Regions from separate parts of the Rattus norvegicus genome. Here region 1 is linked to region 2. The links are chromatin contacts, called in public Hi-C maps. All regions are on one chromosome and are shown on one strand. Each heading gives the region's core, a stretch centred on a gene start, on an enhancer-like site or on the middle of the called end of the contact. The rest is flanking DNA. Distances are from core to core; before and after follow the strand shown.

Region 1 (4,752 bases), core at 1,020-3,519, 270 kb before region 2:
TCACACCCATTAGCTTTCCAGCTCTTACACCCAATGGTAACATCACCAAATCAAGAGTCCAAAGACCAGTGGAGCTGCCAATCCACTGCACACAGGAGCCCACAGTTAGGAGGAGCTGTCCTGTTCTGCACTTAACCCCACCTCCCCACACCCCCAGGCAGCCACAGATAACAAGGAGCCAATGCAGGTTGTACAGGTTTATTTTCCAATACCAGTGAGACATACAAGAGCAGCGCTTTTCTGAGCAGCCCCGTGGACCAGACCACTGTCAAAGGTCGCACAAGAGGAGGACTGGACATGCTTAGCTCCTGCTCCTGGTCTTTGGTAAAGAGACTTCTGAGCACACAACATGGACTTGGCCAATACTGAATTCACTACCAGTTCCTCACTCATACTTCATGGATCCCCCAGCCCCCTCCCCACCAAAAAGAGAGCCACCTCATGAAATGGCAGAGAGGCAGCTTACAAAGAAAATGAGACTTGCTCAAGGCACACAAATTTTTATACTTCATACAGAAACACTCACACAAGACGACAGACCTAAATTAAACAAGGACTCCCAACTTTCAAGTAAAAATACAGAAATGGTAGGAACCAGAATGAGGTCAGACAAATACAAAGGGCATCTACTTGATGGAACCATGTTAGGAGAGAGGCAGGCAGCAGGCATGGCTTTGTTCCCCTGAAACCTACTGTCAAAAGTAAGTCAAAAGGAGCCTAGCGATCCCCAATATTGCTTTGACAGGTGATGACCCTGGAGCCAGATCCAGAAGCCTGTCTCGGGGTTGTCCAAGGAACTCACCCATGAATCCAGGACTTAACACTGGTGATGACAATTTGTCATATGTGGCGGCAGCGCAGCCACTCAAGGCTGGAAGAGAATAGATACAAGGAACAAGACATGTTCGATCAATGGTGTCTGTGGCGCGCAGACTGCAGGAGATTCCCTGGTGACACAGGTGACAAGGCACAGGGCCAACCATAGGTCACAAGTCAGTAACTTCCTTCTCACATCAGGCAACACAGCACTCAGTGGTTTTGACAGTTGGTGCACGGAAGTAGACAACACCATTTTAATCAAGGGTGCTGAAGACGTAAACTAAGGAAGAGACGTTCATGTTCTCTGTACAATACATCCATTTACAGAATTGGCCAATACTGTGTACAACATATAAATACAGGATAAAACGTTAGAGGTGCATAGAGCATACTTACAGAAGCGAAAAGGTTCACTTTATACATCCAAGAATAGAGTTAAAATATAAAAATAAGAAACAGACTGCTTGGAAATGTAAAATGACTTTCACATACACAAGTGCATGGGTGCCCACTCCCACGGAATCAAATGTGACGGGTGGGTGGCAAGCAGGAGTCCCCTGCAAACATCTGTACAGTTGACTCTGAAGTCTACAGATGGCATTTCCACAGCAGACAGCCCTATTTCCAGACCCCATTGTCCAAGAAGGGCTATTCAAGCTTCCAAGAGAATCCGTGGATCCCTGGGTTACAGATTAAAGTTCCAAACTGGGTGAAGCACCAGAACCAAAGGTCAACTTGGCTCCATCAACTGGCAAATGACAGAAATATGACATCTAAGTCATTGGGTGTTTGATCCCCTGGTGGATAAAGACGGAAGTTACTTTAACCCTGTGTGGCTTCTGCAACCATCAACTCCCCAAGCTAAGCAGCAGATGGCAGGGAGGGCAGTGGAAGACGGACATTCCTGCTCAGTGCAGGCAGGGGAGTTCCATCCATGGAGAACCCAACCTTCCTGCTTCAATTTCAAGTCCATTTGGGTGTCAGACAGGTTGCCCTGCCACACTGTACTGCCTGACTACAAGAGGGTTTAGGCTGGATGGTCTTAGGCAACCATAGTGCCCCCTTCTCCTGGAAAACCCTTCTGGCAAGGCTAGAAGGGTGCCAAGTGACAGAGGGCTTCAGCACTATAAATTTCATGGGGAGGCAAGATTTATCTCATCTAGAGTGAGAGTTCATTATATCAGTGATATTCTGTATACAGATTTAAGATCAACCATTATTAAAATACACACACTAAATGTACAATGTTTCCAATGGCCATAATTTATTATCTCACCACAAGGCACAATACACAGAGCTTTGAAGGTCCAATGCAGTCGTCGTGGCAGAACGCTCCGCAGCCTTGGCACATGATCATGGCTTTCAGGCTGCATGCACACTGGAGAGAGATGCTTTCTACTGCACTGCTGTCAGTGAACATCTGTAGGGACAGTGATGCAGTGTGGCCTGTACCAAAGCTGGCTTTGTGGCTCAGCTGCACCACACCACCAGCGAGGCCTCTGGGAAAGGCGGCCGAGCTGGAGGAGTAATTAAAGCTGCTGGGACTCAGCTGCAGTTTGGAAAACTTCCCGTACAAAGCCTGCTTGATGCTGAGTTGGGAGGGGATGGAAGGCGGCTCCAGGGGCTGACTGAACCCTTTCCCTGGCTCTCTGGGTAATTTCCAGAAAGGCAGGTCCACAACAAAAGGCATTCCTTGCAAGTGACCCACTAGTTCCAGAGAACTGTACCCTGCAGCTTTTCTGTTCTCTGCATCTGCTTTAATGGGATCCCTCAAAAATGTCTGCTCTGTCTTGATGCTGCCAGCAGAGACAGCTGGTGGTTTGGGCGTCCTGTTTTCCCTTGCAGTCTGCACACCATCAGGCACAGAGTTTTTGCTTGGTTCTATCTTCCTACTGGGAAACACTGGAGGGACCTCAGCAGGTAGTGGTATCTGCTCTTCAGACCTAGGGTACTGAAGGGTGGCAACTGTATTCCTAGGACCAAACAGTTTCTTCTCGCGACCACCAACATCGTTCTGATCACTCAGGGTCCCATCTGTCTGCTCAGAACCAAAGGAGAGGCTCACATTTGTGGAGGAGAAACATGGCACTTTGGAGGTAGTGTGATCTCCTAGAAACTGGCCTGGGGCAGCACCCGGATCACTGCCTTGAGACAGGGAATGGGCTTCTTTCTGCTCTTCACAAAGGAAGGAAGAGAGATGCTCTTTGGAATCGATTTCTTCCAGGTTGCTAGAGGAAGGTGTCAGTTCTGTCACTGGATGCTGGGAGTCTGAACTTGGAACCAACCTGGCAATCTTCTGGGACATTCCAGGAGCTTTGGAGGCCTTTGCCCTGACAAGACCAGCACTTGCTCCATAGCTTTGGGCCAGAATAGACTCTTTCAATGTTTGTACAGAACCAGGGTTGCTTCTGGCAACTAGGTGATTGTCTCCCCCTGTACCTTGCAGAGTGCCTCTATCCTGGTTCTGTTCTCTAAGTGGCAGATGTGGGGATTCAGGTTGGTTGCTTCTATGACCTGGAGCAAGAACCTTCTCCAGGGGCAAATTACCATGCAGCAGGTGCATCACAAGTGGGTTTGTAACCTCCGCTGAAGAACCAGGCTTTGGTGGGCACACAGACCGGGGCTGGCACTCAGTACTGGACAGCAGCAGGGAGTCTGGGATCTTGTGGGGGACTGCACATACTCTAGATACCCAGCTCTGAGGAGTAGCCACCCCTTCTGTCCTTGTAAGCACACTTAGGTCAGTGCTTGCCTTGGACAGTGAGGCAGATGGATCCCAGTCCTGTTTTTCACTCCCACCCAACAACCCTTTTACCACTGTGATTTCACATGCATCAACCTCACTGCTGTCCTCAGAAAAGTGGCCTTCAGAGTCAGAGGCTGTATCTGTGGATTCGTTGTGAGGACTCAGTATGTCAGAGATGCCGTTCATTTCCAGTCTTTCAAGGTCTACCTGCTGACTGTCACTGCAAGTGCTGCCCAGGACTCCTGGAGGAGGTGCAGTCCAGTGTGAAGCACAGCTCTCATGGTAGGGCAAAACTTCTGCATGCCCCCCAGGCATGGCAGCCACAAGGGGAACAGTTCTCTCCCACCCTTTTCCATCCTGGGGTTCCAGACATGGTGCATTTTCTCTGGCTTCTGGATAAGATTCTTTTATTACCTCATAATTTGACAGAATGGGTACCCAGGAGCCAGGACTACCAGATACAAAAGCCTCAGTTTTCAAAGTTTCTTGTCTACTCTCCCTTATGTGGGGGCCTGTGGCACCAACTCCTAATTCATCATCAGAAGGTCTATCCTGTAGGGAGTTAGCCAATGACAATTCAGATATAAAAGCAGGTGTCATATTTACAGGCTCCTTCATATTATCAAAGATCTGGTCATTTCCTCCTCCTAGTATATCTCCCAATGGAGACTGTCCAGAACTACCCTCTGAGGGAACGGTGGGTCCTTGGTCTTCACCACCCTTCTCCCAGGAAGGAGTACGAGGCTCACACTCAGTCCTATCATCTGGAAGCAACTTAGCCTGCTCTGCTAACATCTCAGCCACTGGAGTTTGGGAGGACAAAGGGGGCAAAGCCTGACAGGGCTGGTCTCCAGTGGGAGCAACAGGGGGTTGGGAGGCATCTTCCAGTCCACTTGTAAGCACACCCGGGGCCCTCGTCAACAGGCCGTTCTCTTCCTTTCTGAGAGAAGCAGAGTCCTCTCCTTTGGCTCTGACCATGGCGGCATCAGCCTGAGTGTGCTCTCCATTCAGAGGACAAGACGGCAGTAGTTGTGTTCGCTGTAGATCTGACGCACTCTCTCCAGGGTTGCTTGAGGCTCCCCTGGGCTCAGAGTGGCCACAGGCCTCACTACCATCACCACTGCTGCCGTCTCTGCCACCTCCCTCATCGATGGCCCCACTGCCACCTCCACCCGGGCCACCCCCCC
Region 2 (4,701 bases), core at 543-3,042:
AAACAACCAGGAAATACCTATGATCACCAACTTTACTTCTTAGTTCTTTCTTAACTTGGCTGAGGAGAGCTGAAGAGATGGTTCATTGATTAAGAGAGAAAACAACAAAACAATAACCGTTAAACATCTTAGCTGGACATCTATCCTCTCAAGTGAATCAACCCAATTACACAGCTTCTTCACTGCCAGGCCGGCATCCTTGGCTGTCTGCTTCTTTTGAAATGCGGCCCAGTTCATCAGCTTATTTCTTTTTTTTTTTTTTTAAAGATTTTTATTTATTCTATAAGTACACTTGTAGTTGTTTTCAGACACACCAGAAGAGGGCATCAGATCTCATTACAGATGGTTGTGAGCCACCGTGTGGTTGCTGGGATTTGAACTCAGGACCTCTGGAAGAGCAGTCAGTGCTCTTAACCACTGAGCCATCTCTCCAGCCCCCCATCAGCTTATTTCTGTTGTCTGTGCCACCACCTGCCCCAGCTGCCCATGTGCCACCAACCTGCCCCAGCTGCCCATGTGCCACCACCTGCCCCAGCTGCCATGTGTCACCACCTATCCCAGCTGCCCATGAGCCACCAACCTGCCCTGGGTGCCCAAATGGCATCTTGACCAAATTCTCTCATGCATTCCCACTGCACTGAAGCCTGCCCCTCCAACTAATTGATGACTGATTGATTTTATGTGTATGAGTGTTTTTTTTCTCCATGTATGTGTATGCATATGTACAGCCAGCAAACCCCTTGTATGAAGCCTGAGGGATAGTGGAGGGCAGTAACTCTGATCTGAGAAAGGTGGGGCTGAGTTTAACAGACATGCTGACAAGATGTGCCATTGCCAGGTTGGGCTCCAGACACACCCCTAAGCTATGCCCCTTTTCCTACCTGGGTAAGGGATCCGGCCGTAGGTGACGATTTCCATCAGCAGGATACCAAAGGACCAGACATCTGACTTGATGGTGAAGGAGCCAAAGTTGATGGCTTCAGGAGCTGTCCACTTGATGGGGAACTTGGCTCCTGCAGGGTTGAACAGAGCAGAGTCAGGGCGAGTCTGGGGAGTAGTGAGGGCTGGGGCCCTGCTAGGGTGAATCAGGACAGGGGCACCTGCTGCCCCCTACGAACAGTGATGTCCCAGATCCCATGGAAACAGGGGACGTTTGTCTTGAGGACAGATGGCTGAAGCAAGGGGGAGTGGAGCTATGGGTTTAATTTGGGAGCTCACTCTGGGGCGACATCCTTGATTCAAACGATGCCTGTTAAACTAACTCTGAAAATTGGAGTCCTAGAAGTCTTTGGGGACGAAGGACCTCCAGGGGACTTGAGTCTAGATCGTAGTGGATACCTCACCCCATCCACTCCCCAGCTCTGGGTGCAAGAGAGGATTTCAGCTGTTATCTGAGGTTTGCCCTAGTCACTGAGTGTTTCTTCCCTGTTCTTCCCTCTCTCCTTTCCTCCCTCCCTCCCTCCCTCCCTCCCTCCCTCCCTCCCTCCCTCCCTCCCTCTAGCATTTGATTAGCAGTTTGTGGGTATTTGTCTTAATTACAGTATAATTGGCGAACATGGTCTACAGGATGTATAATTGCCCTTTGATTCAGGATTACGATACACCCACTGTTAGGCAAAAGCCAGAAGTGAAAGATGCCTCGAACATTTAGTTACTGAACATTGTGGTTCAGCAACTGCATACCATGGCTTCTTTTTTGTTTCTCTTGGCTAAATCAGAGCTGTAGCTCACTGCTCTGATTCAGCCTCATGAGAGAGGACAGCATACCACTAGGCTTGGAAAGAGATCAAAATCCAAAGGGAAAACATATTCATTCATTCACTCATTCACTCACTCATTTTTATGAGACAGGCTCTCCCACAGCCTAGGCTGAACTCAATTCACTACATAGCCTACAGAGAATGGCCCTGAATTCCTGATCCTTCTGCATCCGCTTCCCTAGTATCCAGACTGGAGGCTTGTACCGCGAGGCCACCTTTGCATCATTTCTTCTCAATGCAACTATTTCTGCATCATCAAATCGTTGAAAATCACAATGTTGGCGATAAATGACGGGGCTCTCAACAGCTCTCTGCTGCCACCTGGTGTCCATGGCCTATCATGGCCGGCAGGAAACTGAGTGCTGAGGGGCAGGACCAGCACTTGCCAAACTGCAGGGCTGTAGGGGGAAAGGAGCTAGAAGGCTGCAAGCAGTTCCATTTCAAAGACTCCAGCAGGACATTTGGTTTCATGGCTAGCATGGTCCTATAGGCTGAGGCTAGACCGCCATCTCCGATGGTTTGATGTCCATAGGCACACATCACCCTAAACAGCCATAAGCCTGGGAGCTTTTCAGAGCTGGACATAAACCTGACTGGCTTCATCACAGAAGTAGCAGCATCAGGGGAAGACCAAGTCCTAGGGATGGAACTGAGGACACTTGACCCTGGACTCTTGCTGCAGTCCAAACTGCCACGTTGACTCTGGTGCCTCCACTTAGGGTTGGATGCCAGGGTCACTGCTGCCACCAGCAACTGAGGCCTTTCCCCTGTGCACTTAAGGCCCCTGTCACACGATGCTAATCTGAATTAGCGTCCCCTATCTTTTCAAGTCCTGGGCAGCGATGATGACACACCGTCTAGGTCGGCTGTGTTCTTCCCTAATTCACTTTCCATGTGGCTGAGACAGAAGATGGTTAAAGCCCCACTGCAGGCCCCAGCGCCTCACCCCTTCGTGTGATGAAAACACTTGTGCTTTTAGGTGTCCCATAAAACTATTTATAAAACCATATACCGAGCCATTGCGAATTAAGAGGCCATGTGCATGTTCTTTGGAATTCAGTATGGCTGAGTAAGTGATTAGGTATTGACGACTCTCAGCCCCAAAGGGAACATTGATATCACAACCCCCCCCCCTTCCCAGGCTCAGAGATCACAGGAGGGGGCAGTAGAAAGACTCTAAAGCCATAGACAGTGGAGGATTGCTGTAAAACAGGATTTCTTGGATGACAGGGTCATAGCATACAAGACCTTGAAGCAGCTATGTCTGCCTGCACAAGACCAGCACAAGAAGGAGCTGGACAAAGTTCCAGCAGAGGTGAGACGTCGGCCTCTGAAATCCCACCACTAGCTGAGCAGCTGTTAGCAGTTGTGGCTGCTGGGGGTGGGAGGGTCAGTTTTCCTCAGGGTTTGAGGACGCCACTAGCAGGAGTCAGTTCTCTCCTTCCTCTCTGTGTGCACCCTGGGTCCTTGAGCTCGGCAGCCGGTGCTTTTGCTCAGCCAATTTCCCGCTCCTTCTCTCTTTTTTTTTTTAAATTTAAATCCTTCTCTTTTTACAAATGGGTATTTTTAAATGGCTTATTTTATGTGTAGGGGTGTTTTCCTGCATGTATGTATGTGCACCACATGTATGTCTCGTTCCTGTAGCATCCAAACGAGGGTGTGGGATCCCATGAACCCGGGGTTAGATGATTGGGAGCCACCATGTGGGTGACAGGACCCAGGGCCTCTGCGAAAGCAGCAAGTGCTCTCAACCACGGGGCCATCTCTCCAGTCTCTCCTCTCCTTTCAGGAGTCAGGGTCTCCGTGTCCCAGGTTGGCTCCAACTCATGGTGATCCTCATCCCCCTGAGTGCTGGGATTTACATGCAGCTCTAAGTCAGCTAAGTTCTTTATGCTGTTCTTCTCTTTTGTGTGGTACTAAGGCACAAACCCAGATCTTGAGTATGCCTGGGAGGCACTCTGCCACCAAGCCACACCCTCAGCCACGTTCTTTTACATCTAGAGAGTTTTCTCCATATTTCACTCGTTCTCTATAGATTTAGATTATATATCCAACTTTTCATTTTATTTTTGTACCTTGTTTAAACATTGAATCATAATACATCAAATGATTTCTCTCTGTCTTTCTCTGTGTCTGTCTGTCTGTCTGTCTCTCTCTCGTGTGTGTGTATGTGTGTGTGTGTGTGTGTGTGTGTGTGTGTTGTGTTTTACTGGACACTGTGCCTAGTACAATACCCACACCAGCAGGCAGATGCGCTGCCACAGAACTACAGCCCTTTTACTTTTTATTTTGACAGGGTCAGTAACTACCCCTGGCAGGCCTTGAACTTGTGACCTCAGTCTCCAGAGTAGCCTGGATTACAAGCTTGCACATCTAGACCCAGCCAAAGCATACCGATACTTAAGGTCTAACTTTGGTGATAAAGATGACAGCCTTTGCAGCCTCTCAGGAGGCTCCTTCCAGCTACTCTGGGACAGTACCTTCCCCACGTCAGCTAGCACTCCCCCACCTCCCTTCACAGCTTTGTTGGTATAAGTGAATTTTACAGCTTTAATGATATATAATTCACAAGCCATAAAATCCACACATTTAAAGTGTGTGTTCCCATGATTTTTTTAAGACAAGGTTTCTCTGTGTAGCCCTGTCCAGGCTGTCCTGGAACTCACCCTGTAGACCAGGCTAGCTTTGAATGCAGTGCTGGGATTAAAGGCGTGTGCCACCCCAGCTCCCAATGGCTTTCATAATAGCCGAAGAATTGTGAATTGCACAATATTTCATCACATGTCACCCAGTCCCATCCCTGGCACTTAGAACTGCTCCATTCTGGGAATTTCATATCAAGGGTAACAGATATTGGTGCCTGGCCTCTACTCAGCATGCTCCCAAGGCTTCCAGCGATTCTTTCTATTCTGTCACAGACACTGTTCTCACGTGTTCTCCA

What was found. A called contact is a pair of places that touch in the nucleus more often than the background predicts.
Region 1: a contact with region 2 is called in a Hi-C map of Schwann cells, with 6 times the contacts expected there. The contact joins two enhancer-like sites. A contact is called at or near these places in 8 of 12 Hi-C or Micro-C datasets (the A7r5 cell line, the Rat2 cell line, Schwann cells and 5 more).

The regions. Positions count from the first base shown.
Region 1 is chr3:162,337,173-162,341,924 of GRCr8, reverse strand. It overlaps Asxl1 (ASXL transcriptional regulator 1), which reads right to left. Exons shown (of 13, transcript NM_001427647.1): 13 at 183-4,752. The coding sequence ends at 2,087. Among named protein-coding and RNA genes, the nearest start is that of Asxl1, 66 kb to the right of the region's middle. Within about 2 kb of position 2,269, at least 16 of the 93 cell types and tissues checked have an H3K27ac peak or open chromatin away from gene starts, as enhancers often do. A contact at or near this core is called in Schwann cells, where this site is marked.
Region 2 is chr3:162,069,037-162,073,737 of GRCr8, reverse strand. It overlaps Hck (HCK proto-oncogene, Src family tyrosine kinase), which reads right to left. Exons shown (of 13, transcript NM_013185.3): 12 at 882-1,013. Among named protein-coding and RNA genes, the nearest start is that of Tm9sf4, 16 kb to the left of the region's middle. Within about 2 kb of position 1,792, at least 10 of the 93 cell types and tissues checked have an H3K27ac peak or open chromatin away from gene starts, as enhancers often do. A contact at or near this core is called in Schwann cells, where this site is marked.